3 separate regions of the Hordeum vulgare genome follow, and all the other regions are linked to region 2. A link is a contact called in public Hi-C data. All regions are on one chromosome and are shown on one strand. The core of a region is the stretch at or near the end of the contact, and the rest is flanking DNA. Distances in the headings are between cores, read along the strand shown.

Evidence for each region. Hi-C and Micro-C count contacts between places; a contact is called where the count stands out from the background.
Region 1: a Hi-C map of leaf shows a contact between it and region 2, with 6 times the contacts expected there. The contact joins the promoter of LOC123407428 here to the promoter of LOC123411301 in region 2. A contact is called at or near these places in 4 of 6 Hi-C or Micro-C datasets (leaf and seedling) and 1 of 1 datasets of contacts at active chromatin or transcription factors (embryo).
Region 3: a contact with region 2 is called in a Hi-C map of seedling, with 4 times the contacts expected there. The contact joins the promoter of LOC123411497 here to the promoter of LOC123411301 in region 2. A contact is called at or near these places in 2 of 6 Hi-C or Micro-C datasets (leaf and seedling).

Annotation. Positions count from the first base shown.
Region 1 is chr7H:110,387,715-110,390,414 of MorexV3_pseudomolecules_assembly, reverse strand. It overlaps LOC123407428 (THO complex subunit 4D-like), which reads left to right and starts at 1,302. Exons shown (of 7, transcript XM_045100561.1): 1 at 1,302-1,582; 2 at 2,311-2,598. The coding sequence starts at 2,347.
Region 2 is chr7H:109,845,986-109,848,685 of MorexV3_pseudomolecules_assembly, reverse strand. LOC123411301 (tRNA N(3)-methylcytidine methyltransferase METTL6) reads right to left here and starts at 1,432. Exons shown (of 8, transcript XM_045104232.1): 1 at 1,094-1,432. The coding sequence starts at 1,315.
Region 3 is chr7H:110,725,630-110,728,329 of MorexV3_pseudomolecules_assembly, reverse strand. It overlaps LOC123411497, which reads right to left and starts at 1,383. Exons shown (of 6, transcript XM_045104455.1): 1 at 741-1,383; 2 at 295-630. The coding sequence starts at 1,109.

The DNA of each region.
Region 1 (2,700 bases), core at 53-2,552, 540 kb before region 2:
GTCCAGTGTTAAACCCGTAAGCATCAGTGACAATGGGTCCACATTTCTTGCGAAGTAAATTCCCGCGGGGTCGCGGGGTTATACAAATGCCATCAATAACAGTCGAGCGTCGATGAGCTACAAGTAGATAGGCGATAAGAGTGTAACCCATAGTGAACATTTCCAGCCACCCCCTCTGAAATCTGAATGCAAACGGGAAGCATTCATAAAGTCAACTCACAAGCTCCATCAAGCTGGCACCACATAGAGCACCAACTTTGCCGCTGTATATCGCTGGTGTGTTACAGGCAAAGTGACCAACTAATCGATTGGATCCAATTTCAATGCCGTTGCATCATTTCAACTGACAAATCTGCAAGACTATCAATGGTAGGGACTGCCAGGGGAGATCCCATGGGCTGGAGTCGCGATCTCTGGAGCTAGATGGCCACCTAGCAGTGGCTGTGTGAGAAGAGAAGCGGCGGGGGAGCAACCCAAAGCACGCACCGGTGAAGGCTATGAGGTCGGGCCTCTCCGCTTCGATGAGTCGGCGCAGGAACCGGGTCGTGTTGAGGTCGGAGCAGCGCGCGCCGCCGACCTCCGGCGCCACGTCCCGGCAGCGCGTGGCGGTGCCGTTGCCGAAGTGCATGTCCGCTACCTGCGAGCAAGGGTCAGCGGGCGAGGCGCGAGCATGCAGGGGAAATCAGGCGAGCGAGCGAGCGAGCGAAGGTGCCGACCTGGAGGATCTTGAAGGCGCCGTCATGGCGGAAGCGGAGGGGCAGGGAAGGGGACCGCTTGACGCGGGGCACGGCGGCGCCGGGGTCCAGCAGGGCGGAGAAGCGGAGGAGGACGAAGGCGAGGAGGCAGGGGACGAGGAGCGAGAGGAGGCGGGTTGATTACCTGAAACATCAGGGAGTTTTTCGAAAAATGCAAAAAACGGTTCGGCTGTGACTACAAGATGGACCGCGGGTTGATTATCTAAAACTATGAGGGCTTTTGTGTAAAATGACAGGAAACGGTTCGTTCTTACTTAAAATTGGACTACGGATTAATTACCTGAAACTGCGAGGGTTTTTCTGCAAAATGACCGACTACGGACCATAGAAGCGCTGCGCGCTTTATTATTAGGGGAGACTTGTTGAGACAAAGAAAGCTTCGCTAGCAATTCGGCCGGCCACTGCGTCGATCGCTCCGGCAAACCCTGTGCGAAGCGTCGACATTACGAGGTGAGCGGCGTATAGGATTTTCCTCCCTCCCCTTGCCTAAAAAAAAAAGTTATCTCCCTCCCACCGGCAGCAAATAAAAGCAGAGCCCAATCCCCTGGGACCCGCACCAAGTCGTCTTCCTCTTCCACCCCTAGAAGGAAGTCGTCTCTCTCCTCTCAACTCCGGATCCGCCCTCGCCCCGACCCTCCGTCGGCAGACCTCGCCGAGGCGCAGACCGACAACGACACCGCCGCCGTCAAAGGCCCATAGATCTGAGCCCCCCTCGCCCTCCCTTCCGCGCTTCCTGCCAACGACCGGAGGAGAAGAATTCCCCGCCCCACAGATCCAGGATCCGCCCGCCGCCGGAGAGCCCTAGGGGGTCCCCCCCAGGCCCAGAGGTGACTTCCCCGCCCTTCTGGAACTACGGTAGCATTGGCATCAGTACGAGTATACTCCGTTGGTTGAGTCACTAACATGCGCAAAGCCCTAGCGCGGTTGGATCCCGCGGGCTCTTGGCAAACGCGGTGCATGTTATTGGCATGAACGGGTGCCGGATTTTTTTTTCCAGCTCAGTACCGCTTATGGGAACCCCCGATAGTGAGGCTGCCTAGATTAGGCGATATGGTAGTGCCCATGGTGTCGATTGGTTGCTTCTTAGAAGAGTAAGATAAGAAGGGGTAATGCAGAGATCTAGCCAGGTTGTCCTAGTGAACCTGATGTGTTCTACAAATTATGTTTTGGGGTTGTTTGCGGCAGACTGCGATAGCCGATAAGGACTACTATGCCCGGTGTACCTGATAAACTAATTGTTAGTGTAATCCTGAATGTCATCGAAAACTTCGAAGAAAGTGAAGTTAATAAGCCTACTATTCTTCGTACCACAGTGTATTTGTTGGACGAGCACAATAGTAGCATAGTAGGAAGTTTGGAAGAGCTGAACTTTTCAAAATTGTATTGTTCTGCTGCTTATGGGGTATGGTTCTTTTTCTCAACTAGTGGAAACCAATGACCTTATATCCAGTTTTTTTCCCCTATCTGTGCGTGCATATTTGTTACTCTGCTTGCTTGCACCACATCAGTACAATTGAGCAATACATAATATTAAACTTCTTTGTCCTTTTTGCAGGGCTTTCTCCCTATTGAATCTCAAGTTTTCATTGAAATGGAGGCAGCTTTGGATATGTCACTCGATGATATGATTAAGAGCAGAAGTGGGAGGGGAAGAGGAAGGGGAAGGGGACAGAGAGTTGGTCGAGGCAGAGGTGATGGCCAAAGGTCAGGCAGAGGTGATGGCCAAAGGCTAGGCCGTGGTTTAGGCCGTGGACATGGCGTTGGAACCTTCCGTGGAAGGGGAGTGCCTTCACAAAGGCCACTTGGTGTCAATACTCGCTCGTCATCGTATGCTATTGCCAAGGCAAGCACAAAATCATCGCTGTTTTTCTGTATACCCTCAAGAACCCAAATTACAATAGATACCTGACAAGAAGTGGCTATGAACTTAATAAATGGGACAGCT
Region 2 (2,700 bases), core at 183-2,682:
GCCATACACAAAGAAGAGGCAGTTGAACAGGAAGTGAAGCTTCCGGCTGTGCGGAGAGCGGTGGGAGGGGGAACAGCATGGCCACCTGGAAGCAAAGGCCAGCGGCCGGCATGAGCGGCGGGAGGAGCACCCTGGGAGGATGATAATATCCATGGCCGCCGACGAAGACAAGACTAGCTATGGCTTGGAAAGAGGAGAACGTGGAAAAAGCTATCTATTCGGCGTTTTATTCGCTTGCTCAGTTTTAAAAAAAGAGGTCAGGGGTTCTTTTTTTTAGACAGAGATAATACTGTGGTTTTGAAGATACCATAGTATTAATACTAATATTTTTAATGATTGCCAAACAGGTTAGACTAAATTAAACTGTAGTATTCCTAGAAAACTTAGAAAATACTTTGCTATCAAAGGTATAATGTATAGTACTTTACTTTTCCAAAGCTTATGGGTGAAGAAAAAGCAGAAAATGAAAAAAAACGCACAAGAAAAAAATGATCATCTAACACACAGGGTGCAAGATCATAACCGTAGTTATAAACATATCATGTTATTTTGTCAAAGCTAGACGAAGATATGTTATTTTGTCAACTCCCCTAAGTTCAGTCTGCTGTAGATAGCAACACTGTATCTCTATGGATATCGCTAGTCTTGATCCTACTAACAAGATGCTGCTGACAGGATGCACATCATAATTGCCCCTTAGTAAAAGTTTCCATTCCATAAGAATGAACAAACGAACAATCTTCTGGTATTTGTGAATTCGGTGATAATATGGTACAAAATGTCAAAACACTGCTAATCAGGAATCGTTTCATTCCAGTCGCTAATTTGACGCTTTAGTTATAGTATCTCTTCACTCATGAAAAAATTGGGAAAGGAAGTAATCTAGTCTGTCTTCACTGCTGTCTTGTCTAGCTGCACGGCTCAGCTCCCAGAAACGCAGTCGTTTCCCCGGTAAAGAAATGCAACCTTGCACTAGTCCATGAATCCATGTGATCTAGTGGGTCGCATTGCTGCCGAATTGATGATAAGTAAAATACAAATAGAAGCAAGTGTTATGCGCAAGGGGCCTAGGAGAGAAGGGGGAATCAGCAACCTTGAAGAACCTGCCGGAGGCGTGGCGGCGGTGGAAGCTTCTCCAGGCCTCCGATGATGGTGGCTGCGGCGAGGCGGTGGTCGTGGGGAAAGGGGACAGGTGGTAGGAGAAGGAAGGGTTGGCTTCCACATCCGCCCGGAGGTCCTCCCACTCGAAGTCGTGGCAATGGTACTCGGCCTCCGCCTCTTTCTTGGTGCACCCCACTTCACCACCGCCGTCCATAGCAGCCACCGTCTTTCTTCGCTGCGACCTTCGGCGAACTCGCCTCGATCGGTGGCGGCGGCGCTCGGTCGGCGATGAGGAAAGAACTGCTGGCTGCGTAGTAACGAGGAAACGGCGGCCGTCGGCCAGCGAGGCCAAGATTGGAGACCTGGATCAGATCTGGCCAGACGGGCCGTGCCAGCTGGTCCGGCACGGCCCAGGCTGAATGGGCCGTGCCTGCGCCTGGAAGCTGGGCACGCGGGCCGGCATGGTATACCCAATTTATTTATTTTATATTTTTTGAAGCACAGCCTATATATGTGTGACCTAAAAACAGTCCAATAAGCTTAAAACACAACACAGCAATCTAAAAACCATGCAACACAGCGTGCTAAACATGTCACAGGCCAACCGTTTACTAAATGTGTCGTCACAGGCCAACCCGTTTACTAAATGTGTGGTCTCATGCCAAGCACGATTACGCTTAGTAGATCTGTAGGTCCAGATCAAGGACATATCCGGTGAAACGTTCAGGGACATATGAAATGAAATGCCATGCATCTCAATTCTAGGGGGGAAATGTCATTTTGTTTAGAGGATATGCATTTTTTTTAATTAGGTTTGAGCTTCTTTGAAATATGAAGGGTAAGAAACAATCTACATAGAAATATGAATTCATTCTTACAAATCAAAAGGGATTTAAGGAAGAAAAAAAACTGTATAAGAATCATATAGTATACAATTCCAACAAAATTCTTGTAAACCAAAGGAGTATCATTTTCCCCTTTGATAGCCCTTAGATCAAGGAACTCCACACACCCATAGACCGGGAGCAACTAACAAAGGAGCGCTTGTTTGGAAGCCTCCCAATGATCACTCTGAGCAGCCGCCACTTGACGTGTTCTCAGTCACCGTCACGTGTTGCGTCTTGGGCATTTTCTTTGGATTTTTTCTGCACGCGTTTCAACTTTTTAGATGGCTTTTCTTGGCTTTTCGGTTTTTCATTGGTCTGTTTAGCTTTTGAACAAACAAATAATTCAAAAAAATACGCGAAAAATGCATTTTTTTTCCTCGAGAGGCACAATTTTGGTTCCGTGAAAGGCACATGTTTGCTTTTGAGAGGCACGACAGTGCCTCTCAGAAATGGAAAAGATGTGTTTTCTTCTTTTTCCTTCCTCAAAAGGCACGGCTTTGCTTCAACGAGAGGAACGGATTTGCTTCTACGAGAGGTACGACCATGTCTCTTGAAAACAAAAAAAACACCTATTATTATTTTTCTTCCACGAGAGGCATGTATTTTCTTCCGCGAGAGGTAGGATTGTATCTCTCGGAAACAAAAAAACACGTTTTTATTATTTTTCTTCCATCAGAGGCACGGATTTGCTTCCGCGAGTCGTGCCTCTCGG
Region 3 (2,700 bases), core at 134-2,633, 880 kb before region 2:
CAGTAAGAAAGGATACTCTGCTGTATAATCTTATCCTATCAGCGGGGCACCTTTCCTCACAGCACAACTTCCGCTGCCTAATTCCTAACGTTCGGCACAATCAAACTAGTTCAGCTTTCACAGACATTCCAATCACGCCACAAGCAAAGCACATTTGACCAAATCGCTCACCCTCGTCTCACCCCAACAATTCCAATTTCCAATAGTCCGGGTCAAAAGTTTCCAATAGTCAAAATATTCGAAGGCAGCAAAATTGAACAGGTAGGTAATGGTTGACCACGGGGTAGCTGGTACCTGCAGCACGATAGAGTAGATCACGTCGGCGTACTTGACGGCGAGGTTGAGAGACATGCACCGGGCCGGCGCGAGCGCGTAGCACCGTATGTGGCTCCTGGGAATATTGCCGAACGCCTTTCGGTTGTTGACCACCAGCACCGTCATGAGCGCGGCGATACCGGAGCCGAGCGAGTGCCCGGCGAAGATGAGCTTGCAGTCAGGGCCCTGCTGGCGCAGCAGCTCCCGCAGCGTCTCCGTCTCCCTCTCCAGTATGAACTGGGCCGCCTTGAGCAGCCCGTGGTGCACGTAGCCGCCGTCGAACATCTGCATCCCGAGCTTGTTGTCCATCAAGACCTGCAACGAGCGACGGAATCGAACGTGTTCACATTCCGTTCCCGCGGAGAAGAAATCATGCGGGTCGCTGGAATCGGGGATGGGAAGCGGGTCACGGGCGCGGGCAGTACCTTGTAGTCGGCGTTGCGGACGAGGTTGAGGCCGCGGACGGCGAGGACGACCTCGTTGCGGCGGCGGTCGACGTAGACGACGTAGGGCGGGCAGGCGGTGCCGACGTCGTCGTAGGTGGTGCGCTTGTGGAAGCCGTCGCCGTCGATCTGGGTGTAGCCGCGGCTGGCCGGCATGATCTTGGGGTTGGCGAGGTCCTCCTCGGAGATGGCCATGATGATCTGGCAGATGCGCGGGACGGGCTCGAAGTCGTCGGGCGAGGCCGGCGGCCAGGTCTCGCTGTCGTAGGCGCCGATGTAGGTGAGGCGCTTCCACGCCCAGCGCACGCACCCCACGCACAGCACGCACTCCAGCCCGCAGGACACCGACATGGCTGGCCGCCTCCCCGCGGCGCGGCGCGCCGGCGCTTGGACTGCTGGCTCTGTTTGGTTGGGTGGCTGCGCGGCGCGGCGTGGGCTGGTCTTTGTGGTGGTCGTCTGCGGTGGCCGGCCGGGCCGCCGCTGTTTTTCTATTGGATTGCTTGCCTTGGTTGTTCCGGAAGCGACGAGGTTGAGGCGTTGAGCTGGAGGGGGTGGGGGGGAGTGATGTGAGATGCCGCTGCGCTGTGCGCGCACTTGGCTTGGCGTTGGGGAGGGGTCGAGTTTTGCTGGCTTTTTCAACGCGGCTGCGCTCCGCGGGAGAGGCCGTGGACCGCCGAGGATTTTGGTCTAAAACGGCAGGAGGAGACGACCAGCTGCTTCCCCGCAACTTCGGGTTCACCTTCTCACCCGTGTCCATTCATATGTGCCGTAATTTCATCAGAGTTTATAGGAAAAGAGCTGTACCTCGCAAATCCGGCCTTTAAACCCTTGCAAACGCGTCCGGACATGTCTGCGTACACTGGTCGGTCACGTTTTAAATAATGCATTTTATATCTGAATATTTTTCATACTAGGATCCTCAAATCCATAAAAATGCATGTAAGATATGAAACCTATGTACTGTACTACGTAGAACCTATCTACTCCTCGTCGAAGATGTCGATAATCTCCATGCCCTCCGGCAGATAAATGGCCGCATGTCGCAGCTCCGCCGCTTCCGGCGCGTCCGAGTGCTCCGTTGCGGCCTCTTCCGCCTCAATATCCACGTCCAGTTCGTCGAAGAGGCCGTCGGCATTCGCCTGCCTCTGTCGGATGAGCCGACGGTTGGCCTACACCTTGGCCTCATCCCGCATGGAATCCAGGATGGCCTACTGCTCCGCCATCTCCTCCGATTTGGCAACGACGAACTCCGCCTCCGCCTCTGCCATGCTCAAGTCGGGAGCCTCCTCTTCCGGGTCATCCTCCTCTATGGCCTCTGGTTGCTCCTCCTCCTGTTGTTGCTGCTCCTCCTGTTGCTACTATTGTTCCTCCTCCTCCTCCTCCGTCTCTGGCGGGTACGGAGGGAGACCCGCAGCGATGCGGGCGGCGCGGCGAGCCTGGATCTCCACCTCGATTTGCAGGCGGCGCTCCTGAGTGAGCTACGCGTAGGTGGTGATGAGACGTCGGACCATCCTGACGGAGAGGGAACTACGAGAGGAGGCGGACGGGGTCGGGTGGCGGCGGAGAGAAGGAGGAGATGGATGAGCTAGGGATGGGGACGTCAGTCGGCTTAAATAGCCGGCCCCGACCTCGGGCGGGGAGCCGGAGCGACACCACCCGCGTTCACACCGTGCCGATGGTCGAGGAGCCCGTCGGGCCGTCGGTTTTCCCGTGAGACCAAGCCGTCACACCGACGTGGCCGAGCGCGCCCGGGCTCCCCCATATCCGCCCCATATTTGGGCTGGAAATGGGGGGTGTCGGTCAGCCCGGGCGTTTGAAGCCTATTTGAGAGGCTCGTCTGGGTCGCAATTTTGTGACCGGGCGGCCTGTCCGGGCGTTTGAGGAGGGTTTGAGGGGTCTAGTTTTAGATGCTCTAAGAGCATATACTGCCACGAACACAGAA